2 separate regions of the Zea mays genome follow, and region 1 is linked to region 2. The links are chromatin contacts, called in public Hi-C maps. All regions are on one chromosome and are shown on one strand. The core of a region is the stretch at or near the end of the contact, and the rest is flanking DNA. Distances in the headings are between cores, read along the strand shown.

What was found. Hi-C and Micro-C count contacts between places; a contact is called where the count stands out from the background.
Region 1: a contact with region 2 is called in a Hi-C map of ear, with 2.0 times the contacts expected there. The contact joins the promoter of LOC100284561 here to the promoter of LOC109940203 in region 2. A contact is called at or near these places in 3 of 25 Hi-C or Micro-C datasets (ear, leaf mesophyll and root tip).

Annotation. Positions count from the first base shown.
Region 1 is chr6:126,424,807-126,430,596 of Zm-B73-REFERENCE-NAM-5.0, forward strand. LOC100284561 (mitochondrion protein) reads left to right here and starts at 2,651. Exons shown (of 11, transcript NM_001157456.2): 1 at 2,651-2,797; 2 at 2,907-2,965; 3 at 3,174-3,258; 4 at 3,649-3,796; 5 at 5,042-5,254. The coding sequence starts at 2,703.
Region 2 is chr6:126,215,856-126,221,899 of Zm-B73-REFERENCE-NAM-5.0, forward strand. LOC109940203 reads right to left here and starts at 1,672. Exons shown (of 4, transcript XM_020539470.2): 1 at 1,508-1,672; 2 at 1,300-1,436; 3 at 894-975; 4 at 1-537. The coding sequence starts at 1,312. The coding sequence ends at 258. It overlaps LOC109940202 (pentatricopeptide repeat-containing protein At3g61520, mitochondrial), which reads right to left. Exons shown (of 4, transcript XM_035960145.1): 4 at 4,695-6,044.

The DNA.
Region 1 (5,790 bases), core at 1,401-3,900, 210 kb after region 2:
TTTATTTGTCGCTGGTTAGTGCAATTTTACACTATCCAGCGACAAATAAAAAGAAACGGAGGGAGTAGCTAACAACACAATGCAAAAGTCACTGTGCTATCCGTGAGTAACCCGCGTCGTTACATCAACTTTAACTTGTCGCATCATATCTTGTATACACCGAATCGAGAAAATTCGGATATTGAACATGCATGGCCATCGTCGTCCTGTATATATCATGTGTCATCGTCGGCTACCTGCTGGACTCTATTTTCCTTGGAGCTGGTTGATCACAATTCACAAGTGCCATCGGCTCACGTCTCCAAGTGACTAATTAAATATGATCGACAGTACGGCACTGGCCAAAATGGACAGAACATGGTTGAGTTAGTGCTGAGACCAGACAGAGTATCGTACGTGCCTTTTTGGACTATATATATATCCACCACTTTCTGTTTTTTTTTTACTTTTGGACGAAATTTATTTAAAGGGAAAAGAACAACAATAATGGGTCAGGTATAACAAATTCAGGCCACCTTTAGACAGGAATATGAATTACATATATATGTGCATGTGCTTGAAGAGCAGGAATCCTTTCAGGACGCATGCATATCGTTCAGCTTTTGGCCACTTTTTGTACCTGAAATTTAAACATCGAATGGGAACTCCTTTTGGCCACTTTTTGTTTCGCCACTGAATATTCTGTGACAGCTAAATGCTTATATATATATATATATATATATATATATATATATATATATATATATATATATATATATATATATATATATATATTTGGTTCCTGATTAATTTTTGGCGTAAAATAACTATACTAACTTTCGCATCGCATAGTTAGTCTTCAAACACGATGATGAAACTGTGCAAGCTAGCTAGTGGGCATAGATGACGGGTCAATTTGCTACGGAGGATCGGATGTCCAGTTTGATGCCAACTCTGGTCGTCCGGAAATGGCTGCATACATGCAGCTCTGAGAAAGTTCAGAAACTAGGCCTCTCCCTTCCCGCTGGCCGCCGCTTGCATTGCATTGAAGCACTTGACGGATCTATGTTAGTTCAAAATCTATTGGATTATATAACCCGAATATATTATAATCTCAAACAAACATCCTCTAAAGCAACATTGATTGACAAATTAAAAGCGCTTGCCCAGCGGGTGCTACAAACTGCTAGTGGGTGGGTGGTCCGAGTCCAAGACCTAGCAGGAGTCATCCAAATTTGTTTCGAGAACATCGATCGGCGCCCGGATTTGAAGTGGGAATTAAGAACTCGAACATGCATGGACGACTATCTAGCTATCTTTTAAGTAATAAGAGCATCTCCAAGAGACTAGCTAAATAGCTTGTCAAGCTAAATTTTAGCTAATTAATAGCATAATAGCTCTCCAACAGAGTAGCCATTTAACTTGCTAAGCTATCTGACTCTCTAAATTAACTCCATCACTAGCCAAATTTGTCTAGCAACTCTCGCTAATCAAGCTAAATTATATTTTGGAGAGTTTGTTGGAATGAGATGTTATATATAGAGTTTAATATTTATGGAGAGACAAATAAAAACTCAAATAGAGAGTAAAAAATAAAGAGTCTTTTGAAGATGCTCTAAGGCCTCGTTCGGCTTCGCAGGAACGACATAGAACATGGCCTGTTCCACCCGGAATTATTTGATCTGGATTTAAATCAGAACCAATCTAAAATAGTTGTTCGGATAGATCTATTCCGTAATAAAACCAGATTATTCCAGAATGAAACCAGAGCTTTTTACCCACTCAACGATTTGGATTAGAGCCACACCTATAATCACCCGGAATCAAACCAAATCAAGCCTAAGTAAGGAAAAAAAAGAGGAAGAGGAAGAAAAAACATGGCTAATTAGAAAATAAATAAAAGCGAAGCAAGCAGTACAACCTGGGAGCTGGAATCCCATTAGCGAGCGGTTCCCGGCCGGCCAGTGCAGCTAGCTCCACCACCGCCGTGCATATGACTGTCTTGTCCCATCCTATTGTTCTCACCATGCATCTGCACGTACTACTATTCAGCAGCCTCGTGTTCTATAAAGCGCGAGATGTGGCATATTTTTCAGAAACGCTAGCTGCTCGGCTTTTAGGTGCCCGGCCGGTTTAATTATATTGGAGACGAAATATATATACCCAATTAAGCACAAACACATTGCTGTTTGTTGTGGCCTCCAGCCTAATTAACCACTTCGCTAGTGGCGCCACGTCGGCAAAAGCGTGCGTGCGCCATGCATGCTGGCCTGGCTAGCAGCACCATTAGCTCCACGTACTGATGGCGGACGGTCGCGATTGAGATGCCTGTTCAACTGATTAATTAATAGTGCGTACGTAGTAGATTCAGGAAACAATAATCTCTCTGTCCAGTTTGCTTTATTTCTTTAATTAATTACCTCAACGTGCATTCAGGCAGGCATGGATTAACTTAACCAGCTAGGCGTAGACGCTCAGGCTCAGCTGTGTACTGGTACTCTAGTCATGGTGCCAAGGCCGAGATGCATAGTTACATAGAGCCCATACTCAACTTCTTGACGAGGCCCATCAGCTCACCACCAGCCCATGTCCGACTCTCTACGAGGGTAGTCAGAGTCAGCAAGATTGTTGCGGGCCGGGGCCGCGCCGACAGCCTCTCAACAAGTTTGTTCGAGCCGATTCGTTCCAACTTCCAAGGGTTTTAGCGGCAGCGGCAGCCGGAGATGGGGGAGCGGGCGAAGGAATGGCTCCTCGCAGCAGGCGCCGGCGCCGCCGTCGGCGCGCTCTCTGCCGCCGCTGTCATCGATCTTCTCTCGAGGTAACCGGCCCAACTTCTTCCTGCCCTGTCCCCCACGCCCAAGCTGGGCCTGGACCTGGACGCCACAGAGCGTTCTGCTGACGCTTTGCTTCGTTTTTCGATGTCGCAGATCCAAGCGGAGAGAGAGGTACGCGCGGGACCTGCTGGAGTCCAATGGAATGACGACTGGTACGCGTGCAGTGCAGTTGCCTCCTGTTGTGAGTTAAGCAGTAGGATCGATAATTGTGTGTGGATCCTGTCGTCTTGGGAAAATGACCGCAAATTTGCAATTTAATACATGCCTTGTGTTTCTGTTGTGGAAATCGCTGGTTGTTGCCGATCTTTGGTTGTGCATTCCAAAGTTCTGGTATCTTCAACTGTTTGCTTCTTCAATCAGGGAACACTCGGTCCAGCAAGCACCTGGGCTCTCTTGGTAGCTCGGCTCTTCTCTCTGATGAAGTGGTCTCTGAACAGCTTACAAGGTTTGCACTCATTGGTTTCTTTCCTTAGTGAAGTTCTCTACGGAGAGAGTCCCTAGCTATAAACCGTCTATTGCTGTCTGTTTGATTGACCTAGTTAGTTGCCGTTTCATACTTACACTCTGCAACCAGATAATTCCACATTTTGTTGCTTCATATGCTACTTGTTGCTGCTATCAATCAATTATGCTTTTCACCATTTGATTCTATATTCCTGTGTACAAAGTGGAATGCATAGCTTACTATTAGCAGTTAAGTTCTTGATTTTCACTACAAACTAAACGTTTGCCACATTCTCTAATGCGCTGAGTACCTTGAGCCGAATATGCTCAGGATATTTCTGTTTTCATGCTGTGTTTCTGATTACCAAAATCTGTTACTATTGTAATGTAGGAATATACAATTTTTTGGCATGGACTCTCAGAAGAAAGTGACTGAATCCTATGTTGTGGTTATTGGTCTTGGAGGGGTTGGCAGTCATGCAGCATCAATGCTCCTGAGATCTGGTGTTGGCAGGTTGCTTCTTGTGGATTTTGATCAGGTGTGGATTTCATTGTGTTTCAGAGTTGGATACATTGTATAGTTATGAAAACTTGGATGTGCTTAGATTTTCTTTTTGTTCTCTACGTAGTTAGAAATGTGTCTAGCTAAACATAGCTCATGGTCTAGCAACAAAAAATCTTGTTCGGTTTTGAAGGATTTAACTAGCACTGAGAAAAAAAACTTCTTTTTGACTAAGATTCATATTCTATGCCAATCATATATTTTTTTCCTCGAACATGCAAGAGAGTTGTGTATCTGTATAATAAGAGAAATAAAAGAAACAATAAGAAAACATCTTCTCATCTTGGATTATAGTGAGGGATGTAGAAACTTAAAAATAAAAATTACATCTTACAGGCAGGGAGGACCAGACCCTACTAGAAATCCAGCTAGACCAACAATCTGCCTAGGTTCAGGGCAGTCAGCCCTTTAGACCCAGCTAGTTGCCATAAAGGGATCTCATTCTTGACCTCCTGCACAACAATTTGAATGGAAGGGGCAGCTCAATCAAAGACACAAGCATTACGATGCTTCTACAGGACCTAAGTTCCTAGAATGATCAGAGAATTCAGACCTTTCTTCTGCTGTTTCTGGACTTTCTTCGAGGATTTACGCCACCAATCTAAAAGGATCTGGACCTACTGCTAGGCACCAAGGTCGACCAATCTAGAGGTTGCAGGATGCTGTACCAAAACTGTCTAGCAAAAATACACGAAGTTAGAATATGTTGTACAGTCTAACTCAAAACAGATTCTCATCTCATGTCCTCAATGGTTGAAGTGCCATCTGAACAAAGTATTCTAAACTTATCTGAAGAGAATAATAACTGCAAAACCAGTTTTCTTCTAAACAATTAAACAAACTTTCTCTAAAGTTGCTTTTGATTAATCCACATGGTTCATACAACCACTTAAGCAGTTCACACTCTTTAGTTTTTTATTGAATTGTCAACACATTAAAAAAAATATTTGGTTCATTTTAATGGGATGCATGGTCATATGGTGGATTGTGGATTCATTTTCATATCCTTAACCATATCAGATCGAGAATCATGGAATCATCTAGTTGGTCCTCTGCATTATTAATTAAAACTAGGACAATTTTGTAACCATGCAAAGTATACTAAGTGGCTTTTTACAGTTGTACTTGTACCGAATGGGTGGGTGAACATTACAATTTTATAAGTGACATCTTGCATTTATAATAGGTAAGCATTAACAAGGCACTCATGATATGTTGAAAGGTATCACTCTCATCACTAAATCGGCATGCTGTGGCAACCAGAGATGACGTTGGAACTTCAAAAGCGTTGTGCCTCAAGAAGCATTTTTCAATGATATACCCAGAGTGCCAAATAGATGCAAAAGTGCAATTGTATGATGCATCGTCTGAGGAGGAAATTCTTTCTGGACAGCCTGACTTTGTTCTTGATTGCATAGATAACATTGATACCAAGGTAACAAATACTAGCATTGAAACTTCAGCTTTCATTTTTCTGTAGGTGCAACCCCCAACTTTATGTTACCCCGATCCTCCTTTTTGTACTGGTAGTTATAGGTTGCAAGTTCTTGCATGTACTAGTTTCCTTCTTAGATTTAGAGGTCATGGCTGGCTTGCATGTTATGTAACTCCTTAATGAAAAATGTACTCTGCACGTTTTCCAGAAAAATTGAAAATACATAGGTTCTTCCATGCATTTTATGCTTAGATACAGTATGCAGGTATGACTGTGCTTTAAATCTTCTCTGCATGTTCTTTTTTGCTTTGCTTGGGACTAAAAGGTTCTGTTGGTGTTACCAACTTAATACTCTGTGCAGCACCACATGCATTGAGTTTGATGAAAGACTGGCTTGGCAGCAGTAGTAGTTCCATTGATTGACAAACTAGTTCCTATGTAAACTCAAATTTCTCTTACATCTGTATTCTGATGATCAAGCTACACAATGGCACCCTGCATAGACGGTTGAAACCTGTTTTTAGCCCGAATGTATC
Region 2 (6,044 bases), core at 422-2,921:
AGTTCCAGGGCTGCACGGCAGATTCTATCAGAAAACTGTTAGACCACTTCCGGACGGCAGGTACCCTGCCTACAGCTACAGGTGAAGAGTAGACCATGGTATAGGCCAAAATCGTGTGGCGTTTTGACCATGCCTGTGTACATAAGATTTGACTATAAATTCCTAGTACCAATCAATTATCCAGCTAGGTCAAGCATGTAGTAGTAGGCAACCGCAACTAGCCAGTTACACTTCGATCAAGAGACAGATCATACTGGCTAGTCTTGCACAACTCTCTCGGTCCTACTACTGCCTACGCGATGTGCCCTGAATTTCGTCGTCGCGTGCTGCACGGCTTTGGCCCGGCGCGACGGAGACGTGGAGCTCTGATCTTGGTCGCAGGCTCGCAGCAAGGCAGGCGCCAGGCAGGCAGGAAGGCCGGCCTCACGAGGCACATTCTTCTTGTTCCAACTTCCGAGAAAACAAAATACCCGAGTAAACTGTAGCAGTCCAGGGTCCAGACCAGAGGGAGCCTCCGTCATTGTTCCAGTCCAAACCCTGCGCGACAGGTATATTGCAGGTCACAACTGTAGCCCTTCGCCACCAAAAAGAAAAAAAAAAGAGTCTCATACTGTAGTGTAGCTAGCTGTGTGTCTCAACATGAGGGTATACAGTCAGCTACCCAGCAGCAACGGCATCCATATTAGGCAGAACACAAACCTACGACGAACACTTCAAATTAAAGGGGGACGCAATCACGCAAAGGCAGTGACTTGTACGGCTCCCCGTCTTGCTCCTTATTGGCCCGTCATTACGGCACGAGTTCCTTCCATCAGAACTATTATACCAACATCGAAACGCCCGGCTGAACTGTACAAACAAGGGAATTCTTCTAGCTCCAGAAAGTTACATACAGTTGACTGGACTCAGTTCTGGTTCCTTCCGACAAATTGAAGGGCGCTAGCTGCTTGGTTGTCAACTTGGCTTGCCACCTCCCTGCATGACAGGCAACGCATAAAAGTAAGCACATCTTAGAATCTAAACCCAGCGGTTGAATACACCACCCTGACCGCATTTGACACGGTGCTTCAGGATACGTTCTGAACATGAACTGCAGTTGACGAGGTCTATGAAACGAGATCTCTTTCACTGACCACAACCGCAGATCACACCCAAGTTGGAAGGGATGAAACCCTGTCAAGCCAACCTGGTTTCGTCTGAACCTTCACCGCTTATACACAAGTGTGTGTGTATATATAGCTCATGAATTTCCAGCAGGAGAGAGAGAGAGAACTGGCAGGAGCGAGCCCACATACATACCTGGACAAGTCATCAGCTGACGAAAAATGTGCACACCACCGACGGCCTTGCCATGGTTCCAGTCTACATTCGATCTCTGCTCCAGTTTGAACTGTCGTCCGTGGTGCTGGAGTTCTCCTTTTTTTGCTGGTCCTGCCCTGCAGAAGATGAGCTCACACGTTACTCCTGGGATTTTACAACGTTTGAACATGATACAGATTTTGCTCACCTGTATAGGGAGAGAGCTGTGGCCTGTGTACTGCTGCATGAGTTGTCGCTCTGAGGCGTGATTTGTGTCAGAAGTGCACCCAAACTAACAGCGATGATGTTCAGTTTGTTGACATTTGGAAGGCTAAGACTCTGGTATGTAGCTCTGACATCCACATGAGAATTTTCTTACGGTACCTCGCATGCACAGCTCTTGGAAAGTAGGCAAACAAGAGAAGAAAAATTTTCTTGTTTCAGTCTCTTAACTGTACGGTGTACAGCACCTCTTCCAATTTCTTGAGTTAGGCCTAACATCAACATGAGCTTAGGCTATCTCCAGCAGCTTACTCATCCCCGTACCATATTCAAACTCTAATCTACGAACAATGCAGTATACAGTGCACAACGGTACAAAACAGAGTTTTGGTTGACTATATAAGTGAACTGCTTGACACTCTTATTAAATTGTAACTATTCAGAAGCTCTGAGTTATGCTTGGAAGTTTGCACATAGGCTTTGCTAATAGAAGTGTGGCCAGGCTGCAACAAAACAGTACACCATCTGCGATGTCGCCATCGCCGCCACACAGGAACGTCGGTCCCTCGCCGCCACCACAGTACACTTTCCCGGCAGCCACGTGCAAAAGGGCGCAACAAAACAGCCTAGCATATCTGTACTAACTATTAAGGACGCATTGTAGACTGCCCCCGCCTGCGCGAAACGCCCGTCGCTCCGCCTGCCCGCCGCTCCTCAGGCTCCGCGAATCCCACGCCTCCCCCCGCCGCGAATCCCGCCACCACCCGCAGCCCGCCCGCACCCGGCCTGCCCGCCGCTCCTCAAGCTCCCGCGAATCGCCCGCCGCTCCTCAAACTCCGCGAATCCCGCGCCTCCCCCGCCGCGAATCCCACCCGCACGCCCGCCCGCACCCCGCCTCACCTCTTCCGGCAGGTACGAACTGTTCTCCTCTGTTGCCATTGCTCGGACCACAAGTTCTTGAGTGTTAGGGTTACTTCCTTGCCTTCTTCCTCATGCGCCCCTCCACCATTGGCTTCTTCCTCGCGTGCCTCCCCTCTCCCTCCATTATTTGGGACTGGATGGTCCCAGACGGCGCTCCGCAGGCTACATGCCGACTGTGGGGCACGTTCAGCTTCTCAAAGTCGTTTGTGTGGTACCCAGGATGCATCGGCGCCGTCCAAAGTCTCTGCTTCTTCCCTGACAGCAGGTTCCGAAACGCGGCTGAGGCTGCCGACTTCGTGCACATACACCGGGTATAGAGGGAGGTGGATGTGTTCGAGGAGGTGGTCGGCGCCACGTTCAGGCCCAACGGCGAGGCGCTGTTCGTAAGCATCGCAAACCGCATCTACTATGCTCCACGGGCGGGACCTGTCGCCCCCATTGCCTCTCCTCAGCAGTTCCTCCTGTCAACATCTATTGTTTCGCCAGTTCTCTAACAAATTGAATGCCTATCTTCCAAGTTAGCAACGAGTCATCCCCACCTCATACCAGGAAAGGCACACCCTGACTCCTAACAAAAGCTGCTCCTTATGTTTTTTACCCAATTCCTTAGCAAACTTCAGTATTCATCTGATTAACTTGGTTTTGCTTACAGATAGATCCACTTAAATATGGAGATGGCTAATTGTGTTAGCGCTAAGCCACATGTATTCTTCTTTGAAATAAGTTAAGGTGGTTTTTCAATCGGCTTAATTTAATCAGATAATGAAGAGCTTATTAAAAAAACACCTTACCTTGCATTGTACTGTGAATCTTCTATGTTAGATGACATGGTGTATACAATTTATTACTGAAACACGTGTCTGGAATAATCTTTGTATACTCCACTGGAATCAGCTCGTAACGTTTTTCAGATGTCAAAGCTTGGTTGTTTCAACAAAATCAAAATTGGATCTATAACTTCAATTCTTCTATCTTCTACATCATATAACTCAAATCTAGAGTTGCGAACATCTGATTCCTTTGTTTTTCTAATTTGCTACTTAGGATAAAATGATGAAAAAATAGACTTACTCAATATCTAAGGATCTAAGATATTGGTTTTTGAATCATGTCGTTTGGAAACCTGAACTTGACAAATTAGTCAACCAAACTGAGCTTGAACACAGTGTAGAATTTTAAGAATGGTTCACCTAGATAGCAAGTTATTGTCTGCCGTGGAGTGTCTGATGTGCTCCGACGACGTTGATTGCCTTTGCTCCCAAGCACGCCTCGACAACAACCGTGTCGCCTGCCTTCCGCCACGCGCACCGCAGGAAGGACCCATTGTGCACTTCCTCATTGCCGTCAATCTCCAGGTGCACCCCCGCCATGGACAAGGAGGTGTGTGATGTCTATGAGAAACATGAAAGGAAAAATGATTCTTTTTCTATATAGCAAGCAATTATTGTTTAGTTAGAATTGTTTGTAATTGTGTGCTCAGAAACTGTGATTTAATGTTGCTCTTCCCTAAGCACTCATTACAGCAAACAATGAATTCCATGGAGAGTAAGAACGATCATAAAAAAGACCCAGACATTTTTTTGTAATGTGGCTCTATATTTTTTGCGGCCTTCAAAACCAGTATTTTGATGCTTTGATTGGAGGACCTGTTCTTGGAATTTATATATTTTTCCCTTTTCTACTTTGACACTTCATGTTCATTTTATAGAATTGGAGGCAATTTCAGTGAGAAATTGTGTTCTCATTAACAATGAAAATGGCTACTTTTTACCTGGTCTTTTAGGCTGTCTTCGCTACTAATTTTTTGCTGTCACTTTGGAAACTATTTCAAAAGTTCTCTCCTTTTGGAGGTAGACATTGCATATTCAACAATGAAGGTATCGAGTTCCACAACATTAGCTTAATGTTGTATATTTGATTTTTTTCTCCTACATTTATTTTTAAGATTCACAATCCAAGTGCACTTGTAACAATAGCCATAATGTAGCTTCATTGTGCGAATATTGTCTCTTCTAAAGAACTTTTTTGAACTCTTGGGGATTAAGTAATTAGCTGCTATAGTAACCGGGAACTGGGAACTTGGCCACGTTCCTCGTTCCGGGAACGTGGGAACAATCTCGTTCCAATAGTGTTAAATCCTAGTTTTTGTAGCGTTCCGCGTACCACGTTCCCGTTCCTCGATCCCATCGATCCGGGAACCTGGTCTGCTGCTTAACAACATATGTAGATGAATAACCTATTGACTCTGTCTATGCAGATAAAAAAAGGTGCTTGCCAATTGCCATTATGAGTTGAAGGAGTACATAATTGACGCTATTGGAGAAGGGGAACAAAACACTATGCTTGATAGAAAACTGTCCTATGGGTTGATATATTCAGTATTCAAATAATACAACCAAAACTTTCTTCTCCTAGCAAGTCATTGTCTGCCGTGGAGTGACTGATGTGCTCCGGCGACGTCGATTGCCTTTGCTCCCAAGCACGCCTCGACAACAACTGTGTCGCCTGCCTTCCGCCACGCGCACCGCAGGAAGGACCCATTGTGCACTTCCTCATCACCGTCAATCTCCAGGTGCACCCCCGCCATGGACAAGGAGGCGTGTGATGTCTATAAGTAACATGAAAGGAAAAATGATTGTTTTTCTATATAGCAAGCAATTATTGTTTAGTTAGAATTGTTTGTAATTGTGTGCTCAACGACTGTGATTTAATGTTGCTCTTCCCTAAGCACGCATTACAGCAAACAATGAATTCTATGGAGAGTAAGAACGATCATAAAAAAGACCCAGCCATGGCTCTGTATTTTTTGTGGCCTTCAAAACCAGTATTTTGATGCTTTGGTTGGAGGACCTGTTCTTGGAATTTATATATTTTTCCCTTTTCTACTTTGACACTTCAGGTTCATTTTATAGAATTGGAGGCAATTTCAGTGAGAAATTGTGTTCTCATTAACAATGAAAAATGGCTACTTTTTACCTGGTCTTTTAGGCTGTCTTCGCTACTAATTTTTTTGCTGTCATTTTGGAAATTATTTCAAAAGTTCTCTCCTTTGGAGGTAGACATTGCATATTCAACAATCAAGGTATCGAGTTCCACAATATCAGCTTAATGATGTACATTTGATTTTTTTTTTCTCCTACATTTCTTTTTAAGATTCACAATCCAAGTGCACTTGTAACAATAGCCATAGTGTAGCTTCATTGTGCGAATATTGTCTGTTCTAAAGAACTTTTTTGAACTCTTGGGGATTAAGTAATTAGCTGCTTAACAACATATGTAGATGAATAACCTATTGACTCTGTCTGTGCAGATAAAAAAGGTGCTTGCCAATTGCCATTATGAGTTGAAGGAGTACAGAATTGACGCTATTGGAGGAGAAGGGGAACAAAACACTATGCTTGATAGAAAACTGTTCGATGGGTTGATATATTCAGTATTCAAATAATACAACCAAAACTTTCTTCTCCTTGTTCATTCATGGTCTTAGCTTTTTGTCATTTGCTAATAGTAGTTTGCTGAGTCAAGATTATGGGAGCCATGGAGAACGTGTTAGGAACGCTTTGCTGGGGTTATCTTTGTCGAAGTGCCATACTTGTATTATG